Linked DNA regions of Triticum aestivum: region 1 is linked to region 2. A link is a contact called in public Hi-C data. All regions are on one chromosome and are shown on one strand. Each heading gives the region's core, a stretch centred on a gene start, on an enhancer-like site or on the middle of the called end of the contact. The rest is flanking DNA. Distances are from core to core; before and after follow the strand shown.

The links. Hi-C and Micro-C count contacts between places; a contact is called where the count stands out from the background.
Region 1: a Hi-C map of leaf shows a contact between it and region 2, with 3 times the contacts expected there. The contact joins the promoter of LOC123105093 here to the promoter of LOC123105092 in region 2. A contact is called at or near these places in 2 of 5 Hi-C or Micro-C datasets (both in leaf) and 1 of 1 datasets of contacts at active chromatin or transcription factors (leaf).

The regions. Positions count from the first base shown.
Region 1 is chr5A:593,139,679-593,143,622 of IWGSC CS RefSeq v2.1, forward strand. It overlaps LOC123105093, which reads left to right and starts at 2,417. Exons shown (of 5, transcript XM_044527080.1): 1 at 2,417-2,961.
Region 2 is chr5A:592,978,878-592,983,003 of IWGSC CS RefSeq v2.1, forward strand. It overlaps LOC123105092, which reads left to right and starts at 1,596. Exons shown (of 4, transcript XM_044527079.1): 1 at 1,596-2,048; 2 at 2,888-3,106; 3 at 3,227-3,953. The coding sequence starts at 1,611.

The DNA of each region.
Region 1 (3,944 bases), core at 1,167-3,666, 160 kb after region 2:
GGATCGCGCAGGGGAATCCGAGCGTGTGGCCCCGCGTGGCAGGCAGGAGGACTGGCGAATCGTACCTTTTCTTTCCGCGGTTGGACTCGGGAGGGAGCGGGCGGTGGGGCCCTGGGAAGCAGGCTTTCGGGCGACCATTGGATCGAGCAACGCACAGGGATTAAAAGCGCTAATAATAACTGATTATTTTTTGCTCTGCTAGTAGTAGTACGAGTAGTACCGCTTTTAACCGTGACGAGCTTCTTTTTCTCTCTCCGGTGTGGTGTGGTGTGGTGTGATGCTTGTGCCCCCAGCCGGTTTGTTTAATTGCGTTTGGTCCTCTGGCGACCGGGCGGTGGTTGCAAAGCGTACACCCAGAATGCTCCGCACAATGATGGCCGTGCCCAGTGCCCAGCCTATATGTGTAATCCAAAATGTAGCTCCCAGGCCACCGCGCGTCCTCCTCGGATGAATGATAATTTGTTTGAAAATGTCAATTTTTTTAACATGCATTATAAATTTATAATACTGGTAAAATGTTGATTTCACAAGCTTTTTAGAACACTTTTTTTTGGCCTAGGTCACGACGTATGCCATTTTCTCACAAGAATTTGCACTCAGATGCAAATAAAAAACATGGTTGTTGTGAAAAATAATAATAGTTTTTTTCTTAACGTATTTATTTTTTTGTTAAAAATACTGGGGTGGCATGCCGAAATCGTAGGGTACCTCACTATTTAGCACGAATGTTTCTATATATTCTAGTAATATAAAGATAAGCAATTACTGAGTGGCCACAGGCCTGGAATACCGTGCAAACATTTGGGCTATGTAAATCGCAATGAAGAGCGGGGAGGAGGAAGGAACATGAGATGGAAAATTGGATAACAAAAGAACCGGCCCGAGAGGTTAACGAGATGCCATACGGGTAATGTGGCTCCCCGATGACTTGGTATGTACGCTTGATCGGAGCGGTGTCACCTTGCCTTGATGCTAGTGACGTAAGATATTTATAAGAGGACGAAGATTGTGGAATAGCAGCGCTAGATAATGACAAAGTCATAGGTGGGCGTAGGATGATGAAGGCAAAAAAAAACGGATAACAATGACGACGCAAAGAGCAAAAAACACACAAACACACACACACACATAGATGACATGATGAAGATGAATGACGCGACAAAGAAGGCGGAGTCGTCCCACATCGCTCTGCCCCTAAGTCCTTGGAGCTAACCATCGCTCCGTACTCCTGATCCCGTGATATTAACATGTTGTCACGCCAACAACCCGTCATTTAATTTTGAGACATAACGTAGAGGGTTGGTTGTACAGTTTAGGTATTCATTAACTACGAGATTTGACTAAACAAGTAGGAGTATTATTTGGCAAGCGGACGTTATAGGACCCAAAAGTACTTGCGCTAAACTGGTGCGACAAATCCCATGCCTACATATGAAAGTAGGTTTAGCACAATGAGAACACGACACAAGCAGAAGATGAACAATCAATAAGAAGATAACATACGAACATAACAAAAAATAAAATAAAAAAAACACAGCAACACATTAACACATGCACTGTTCCCAGGCCATAAGTGCACACGAATACATTCAACATGTCCAACCACCATTACCAGTACGTGTACATACCACTAGAGTACTCCTTGCAGCAGTACTCGTCGAAAGGAGTCCAAGACAACCGCGTTGATACATTTGGCTGGCTGGCCAATGTGAAGGTCCGGACGGCGTGTACGTAGCGAGGCCACTGTCCAGGAGGAGATAAAAAAGGCAGCATCACGAGGGGAGGGATAAAAAGATGGCCGGTTTTGCAAGATTTGGAAAGGAGGTTGGGCGGTACTACTAGTATTTTTAACACTTGCTGTTTGTTACTTTCTCTCTCCCTCCCCCCCCACCGGGAGGTGGAAGCAAAGCCAAGGGTGGACAGATTCTCTCCCAAGTCCCAATCCCTAAGCTCGTATCCTCCATTACTCTAAACAAACCAACCCGAGGAAGGGGAAAAGAAATGAGCCGTCCTCATGATAACTGTCCCATGGGAAATCCGATCCCCGGGAATAATTATATCATATCATATCACGCACTTGGAAAGAAAGAGAAAAACGTAGTACCGCCGGTTGTCTAGTTCCACACCAGAATCGTGAGAGGGACAGCAGCCGGTGGCGATGCGGTGGCAGGTATAATATTGGGAAGGAAATGTCTGGGTTGGTGATTGATGAGAGAGAAAGCCGGGGGAGAGGGACAAGGGGGGGTGATGGGGAGGATCAGCATCAGGGCGGAGACGGAGAGGGAGAGGGAGAGGGAGGGAGAATATCAGATGTCAACAAATCTGCTGTCCTTGCGGCTCGTTTAGAGAGAGAGAGAGGGTGGGAGTACTACTACTAGAAGAGAAAGGTGGTTCCATTCCATCCCCCTTCCTTGTTGCCCCAGAGGAGAGGAGAGAGGAGAGAGGAGAGAGAAAGAGAGGAGAGAGAGAGGCCGGGCCAAACGACGCCAATCCAAAACCCCCAAAAGGAGCAAGAGAAAAGAGGGAGAGTGGGGAGTGAGCAGAGAGAGAACAAACCAAGATACTACATCCGCAGACAGTGGTTCGTTCGTCCGGGGACGAGGACGAGAACCCACCACTTTCTCTCCCTCTTCCTCGCCCTCCCTCCCTTCTCTCTTCTCTCCCTGCCCTGCCCCCCCCGACCGGACCCGTCCCGGATACGTCGGAGCTCCGGGTGTCCTCCGCCCCGATCGCCCCCCTGCCGCCGCCAGACAGATTTGCCTCTTTCTTTTCGTTGGTTCTAGGATAGATACTACATAGATAAATAAATATCCTGCCTTGGTTGGGTTGGGCGGGTTCTTGGGCGGCGCGGGGTTTCTTGGGGCATGGCCGTGGCGGCGGTGCCGGACAGGACGCTCGCCCGCCGAATGCTGCGGGTCGTCAGGCTCAACCCGCTGCAGCGCAGCGCCAAGAATCCCTGAGGTCAGAATTTCCTTTCTTTATCCTAGCTGGTTTGGTTCAATTAATTCTGCTCGCGCGCTGCCTGGATCGTGGAATCGAGCTAACACAATCCAAAGGAGTGGTCTTGATTTGCTTTCCCCATGTGTTGGAGCTCCAATCCGGGGGCACCTGGGGGGATTGGAGCTCCGATTTCGGACCAATTTCACTCTGTCCGACGCCCCTGTCGCTGTCGCCGTCACTGTCCCTTCGTCCGCTCCTGGCCTCCGCCGCACGTCCAGATCCGGCCGCCCTCCACGCGACACATCGGCCTCGGCCACCGGCGCCGCCTCCTGCTCATTGCCGCCCCCCTCCTCTTGTCTAGATCCGGACACCTGCCGTCCGTCACCATCCCTTCTTCGCTTTCCTCTCTGTACTCCAGGCGTCTGGCTCGACTTTGGCGTCCAGATCCACTTCCCCTTCTCTTCCCACCTCCGTGCCTGTAGCTACCATTGTCAGTTCGTCCTGCGATTGCCTCAGTCTCCCCGTGCGTGCTTGCTCAAGTATGCCTGCCCATCTCTGGCCTTTATTTACACTTCTTATCATCCAAGCTGGAGTTGGAAATGGGTTAATCTTCTATTTCCAAGACACTTCGTAATTCTCCTCTTTCTCAACAAACTGGAATTTTCCTTGGTGAAACCAAACATAAAACTTCCAAGTGGACGCAAATTCCAGTTCAACTGAAATTGGAATTGGGACTCTTTGTGTTATAACTTGCTTGTTGTAAAAAATTTTTGGGGCCTTTTATTAGGTTTCGGGGTTCTTATTTTCTGTTTTGGTGATTAGGTCTGTGTGACGTTTCAGTTGGATTGTACGCGAGAAGTCAATGATTGCATCTGCTGGCCATAGGTTTCTATTTTCCACGTTTGGTAAAGATGATGATATATCTCTTAAAAGAACTAGTCCTTAGGATTTTATTAAGTAGGTTGAACCATCGCCGGTTGACTCGTCTTCTCTCCTTTAGTTAT
Region 2 (4,126 bases), core at 346-2,845:
GTGATCCCGGAGATTGTACTCACGGAACACAAGGGAGAAGTACATCTTCCAGGCATAGTAGGTGGAGGTGAGTTGATCGAGGACGACGGGAACTCGAGCGAGGATATTGAGATCACGGATGACGACGGGATCGGGGCCGTCGAAGGGGTTGGTGCGGCGGCTGCGGATGGTACCGGTGAAATCGGGGGAGGCCATGGCGGGTTGCGGGCGGAAGCGCGAGGCGGCGGCGGCACACAGGGGGCGGCGGCGGCACGAAGTGGCGTCGGCGGCGTCGGTAGGAGTTAGGGTTAGGATCGTAGCTCTGATATCATGTTAGAAACGAATATTTTGGCAATGCAACTCGATGTATTGATCGATGCATAGCGCATGTATATATGGAGTACAAGATGGGCCACAACCTCAACTATACAATGACTAGAAGGTGGGTCGGACTATACAATATACATGCACAAACCATATATTCAACACTCTTGCCTTGAACCAAAAATAAAGTTGAAACCTTGTGATCGTTTTGGAGGTGAATGCAAGTGCAATTTTGTTTAACGTATATAAACACTTTGTGGGGGCAATCTAGTACTATACGTCTTTATTGTCACCTCGGATCCAGTCGAGCAGTTGGATACTAGTGCTTTGACAGTAAAAGGGTCCCGACTCCGGCAGTAGATCGCGGGACGTCCACCCCCGTCACGCCCACACACACACACACACACAAGTACGTACATGGCCACATTCAATTCGGTTGGAACGGCTCGGCTCGCACAACAACCAATGTACGTACCCCCAGAAGTATGTGCACGAATCAATGAATGAATACCGTAGTCCGTACCGTGCTCCACCACCGTGGGCGCCCACAGCAACTCGTCCCGTCGCATCCCGGGATTGTTCGTAGATGCCCGCAGTGAGTGAGTGAGTGGGAGTATTCACTATAGTTACTCAGATAACAGTAGAAATCAATCACCGTGGTGTGGCCAATTGCGAGGATTCGTGCCATAAATCTGGAAACCAAAGCAGTTTTGGGAGTACTGCCTGGCTGGTCCTACTTATTCAACTTGACACTAGTAGTAGTACTTGAAGCATGCCGGGGTGCGGTGGGCCACCTTGTCAGACGCCCTCCCTCTCACGGCCCCGATCCATATCTTCTTATCTTAGAGAGACGAGACGAGACGAGACGAGATTCTTAATTAATGCTTAATGGAGTAACAAGCACTCCATAACCTGACAACCGAGATCGCACCCAAGCACTTGTCCGAAAGAGACATCGCCCCTCTGCCGCAAGGCAGAAAAAAAGCCCGGAGCATCTCGACTGCAACTGCAAGTGCGAGAGAGAGAGAGAGGGGGACAGAGACAGAGAGATCTTTTTCTGAGATGAGAGAGAAAGATAGTGTATATTTTTGATAGGAGAGAGAGGGAGGGAGAGAGATTAGGTGGGATGAAGGAAGCAGCATCACGAGGAGAGAGAGAGAGAGGGGGAATAAAAGAGAAAGACCAACCGAGATGTCAACAAATCTGCTGTCCTTTGCACTAGTTTAGAGGGGAGAAGAAGGTGGTTCCATTCCATATTTCCATCCATCCAGAGAGAGGGGGGGTCGGGCCCGCATGGCAGCGCGCACATGACCGGACCGAACACAACAAAGCCCATCCGATTCCGATCCATCCAAAAGCAAATATATCAGGGGAAGAAGAGGAGAGGAGTGCAGAGCGCAGCCATTCCGTCCGTCCGGGGGTTCGCCCAAGACAAGAACCCACCAGTTCCGACCCTTCTCCCCCTCCTCCCTCCCTCCCTCCCTCCCTCCCTGGCCCATCCAATCCGGGTCCCGCCCAGATACGCCGCGATTCCGAGCGTCTCCGCCGTGGAATCCGCCGGAGAATTCCTTCATTGCTCGCCGCTTCCTCCTCCTCCTCCTCCTGGGTTCTTGCGCGGTGGGAGTCCGGGGAGTGGGAGGAGAGCCCGCCGTGCTCCCCGCGTCTCCGGCCCATGCTCGCAGCTCGGCGGGCCGCCGGTTCCTGTCTGCCGCGGTTCGGTGCCAGGAAGAATCTCTGAGGCCGAGGTAAAGTCTCGAGTTAATTTCGGCTTGGGTTGTTGCAGGAAAGATGCCATCTTTGCCGTCCATTTCCCGGGTCTTTAATGGCTTCCTCCGTTGCCTGTTTTGGTAAAAATCTCGTGGAGAAAAGGTCTCCCTTCTCGTAATTGAGTCGCCCTTCGATTTGCTTCTTGTCTCGAAGAAATTTCCTCGGTCGGACACGCCGGCGGCGAGCGGTTGAGCGATGATTGCATCTGTCCAGTATTGTTAGTCTTTTTCTTCGTAATCCGCGTCTGCTGCTGCCGCTGATGATTTGTACAGTACTTCTCGTGAATGAATCGGTTCTTGGTAGTACTACTAGGATTTGGTACTAGAATCGACATGGCTGGACTGTGGAGTACTACTAGGACTTGTCTCGTCTCCTTTATTCTTTCCCCCCTTCCCTACAAGTTGACGTCCAAACAGCCAGGGGATAATAATATCTCCTTTATTTCTCTTTATTATTATTATTTCCCTTGTTTCTTGGGATAATATCCGCTTAAAATCTGCCAATTATCCCTGAATTATCACCACTTGCTAACGAATAAATCTGCATGATCAGTTCGCTTGAGCTTTTCGTCATCCTCTGCGTGTAGGCTCGACCACCATCATTGCTCACTTTATACCAGGAAAAAAGGGCCGGTCGCTCATCAGTCATCGCCTTTTCTTCTGCTCTTTGTTTGTCAAAGCGATGAATAATGCGTGTTTGTCTTTTCGCGTAACTGACGCTGGTTCTGGACAAAGGCGTTATCATTTCTTTCTTCTTCTGCTGCTTTATGTGTGTAATGTAATGTAATTCACCTTTGATTCAATGTCCTGTTGAGCAGGTTGGAACAGCAATGGGGGCAAAGGTGGAGGTTGAAGGCTACAATCCTGGGCATTGCGCCATGGGGGATCTCCACGCAAGCGCGAATGGCTGGAGGTTTCCATACGAGGAGGAGACATCAAATGGCTTCGTGACGGCGGAGGCGGTCGGTTATTCGGAGTATGATAAAGAGATGTTCAGGCGCACAATGCTGGCGCATGAAGCTGTGTTTAGACAGCAGGTGCGCGTCCGCGATGACGTAAACGTCGATGCGGCAACACTTAGAGATGATTTCAGTTCCGCCTTGATATCTTCTGTATTTCTTGGCTTGGCTTGACAACAACCCTCTTGCTGTCTCCAGGTGTACGAATTGCATCGGGTTTACAGAGTACAGAGAGACCTGATGAAGCAGCATCAGAGCAGAGAAATGCATGCATGCTCAACACTGGAAGATGCATCGCACAGAGATTCACCGTCACAAATTCCACTGCATGGTGCAAACATGATTGGTGCTGCTGCTGTGAACAATGAGAAAAGCCAGTCGTCCAAGTTCCCCAGGGAGGGCAGTGTCCAGTCCTCGCCAAATGGATTTCCCTCAAGTGATGCTGCTCTACCCACCAAACAAGGCAGGTTTGACCTTGAGCTCCGAGCTGATCATTGTTTTGAAGATGACCATGCATCGGACAGTAAGCCTATAGATTTCCTTGGTGTATCATCGGATACAAAACATCCGAATGATGCCGGTGTCGCATTAGCTAGGGCGGAAGGCTTGGGGAGGTTCGGTCATAATAGTGCAACCTCCTTTCCGCCGAGTACAGGTAATCTTGTAGGCCACAATCACAATGTTGCTGACCTGAATAAGCCAACTCTGGGCCCATATATGGCCAGAACAAATGGGACAGTATCGGGAGGTCCTTCATATGCCCTGGAGAACTCTTGGCAGCAGTCTCCATGGAGATCAAGCACAACTAACTGCAGTTTCAATAAAGAATATTCCAAGGACAAGCGTATTCATGAAGCCACAAGCTCTAATTTCTTTGATGCAAGTTCCAGGATAAAACAGGAGGAGAAACCACTGATCGACAAAGGTAAACAGTTAGCTCCATTGTGCTTTAGTATTTTTTTTTTCTGGTTATGCTAGTTCTTTCTATATTTGCATTGTGAATATCTTGGCATATTTACCATATTAGTGGACCACAAATCAACTCAACACTATGGGTACGGGTTCGCTGAAAATTTGAAAGAAATGGGGCTGCCACGT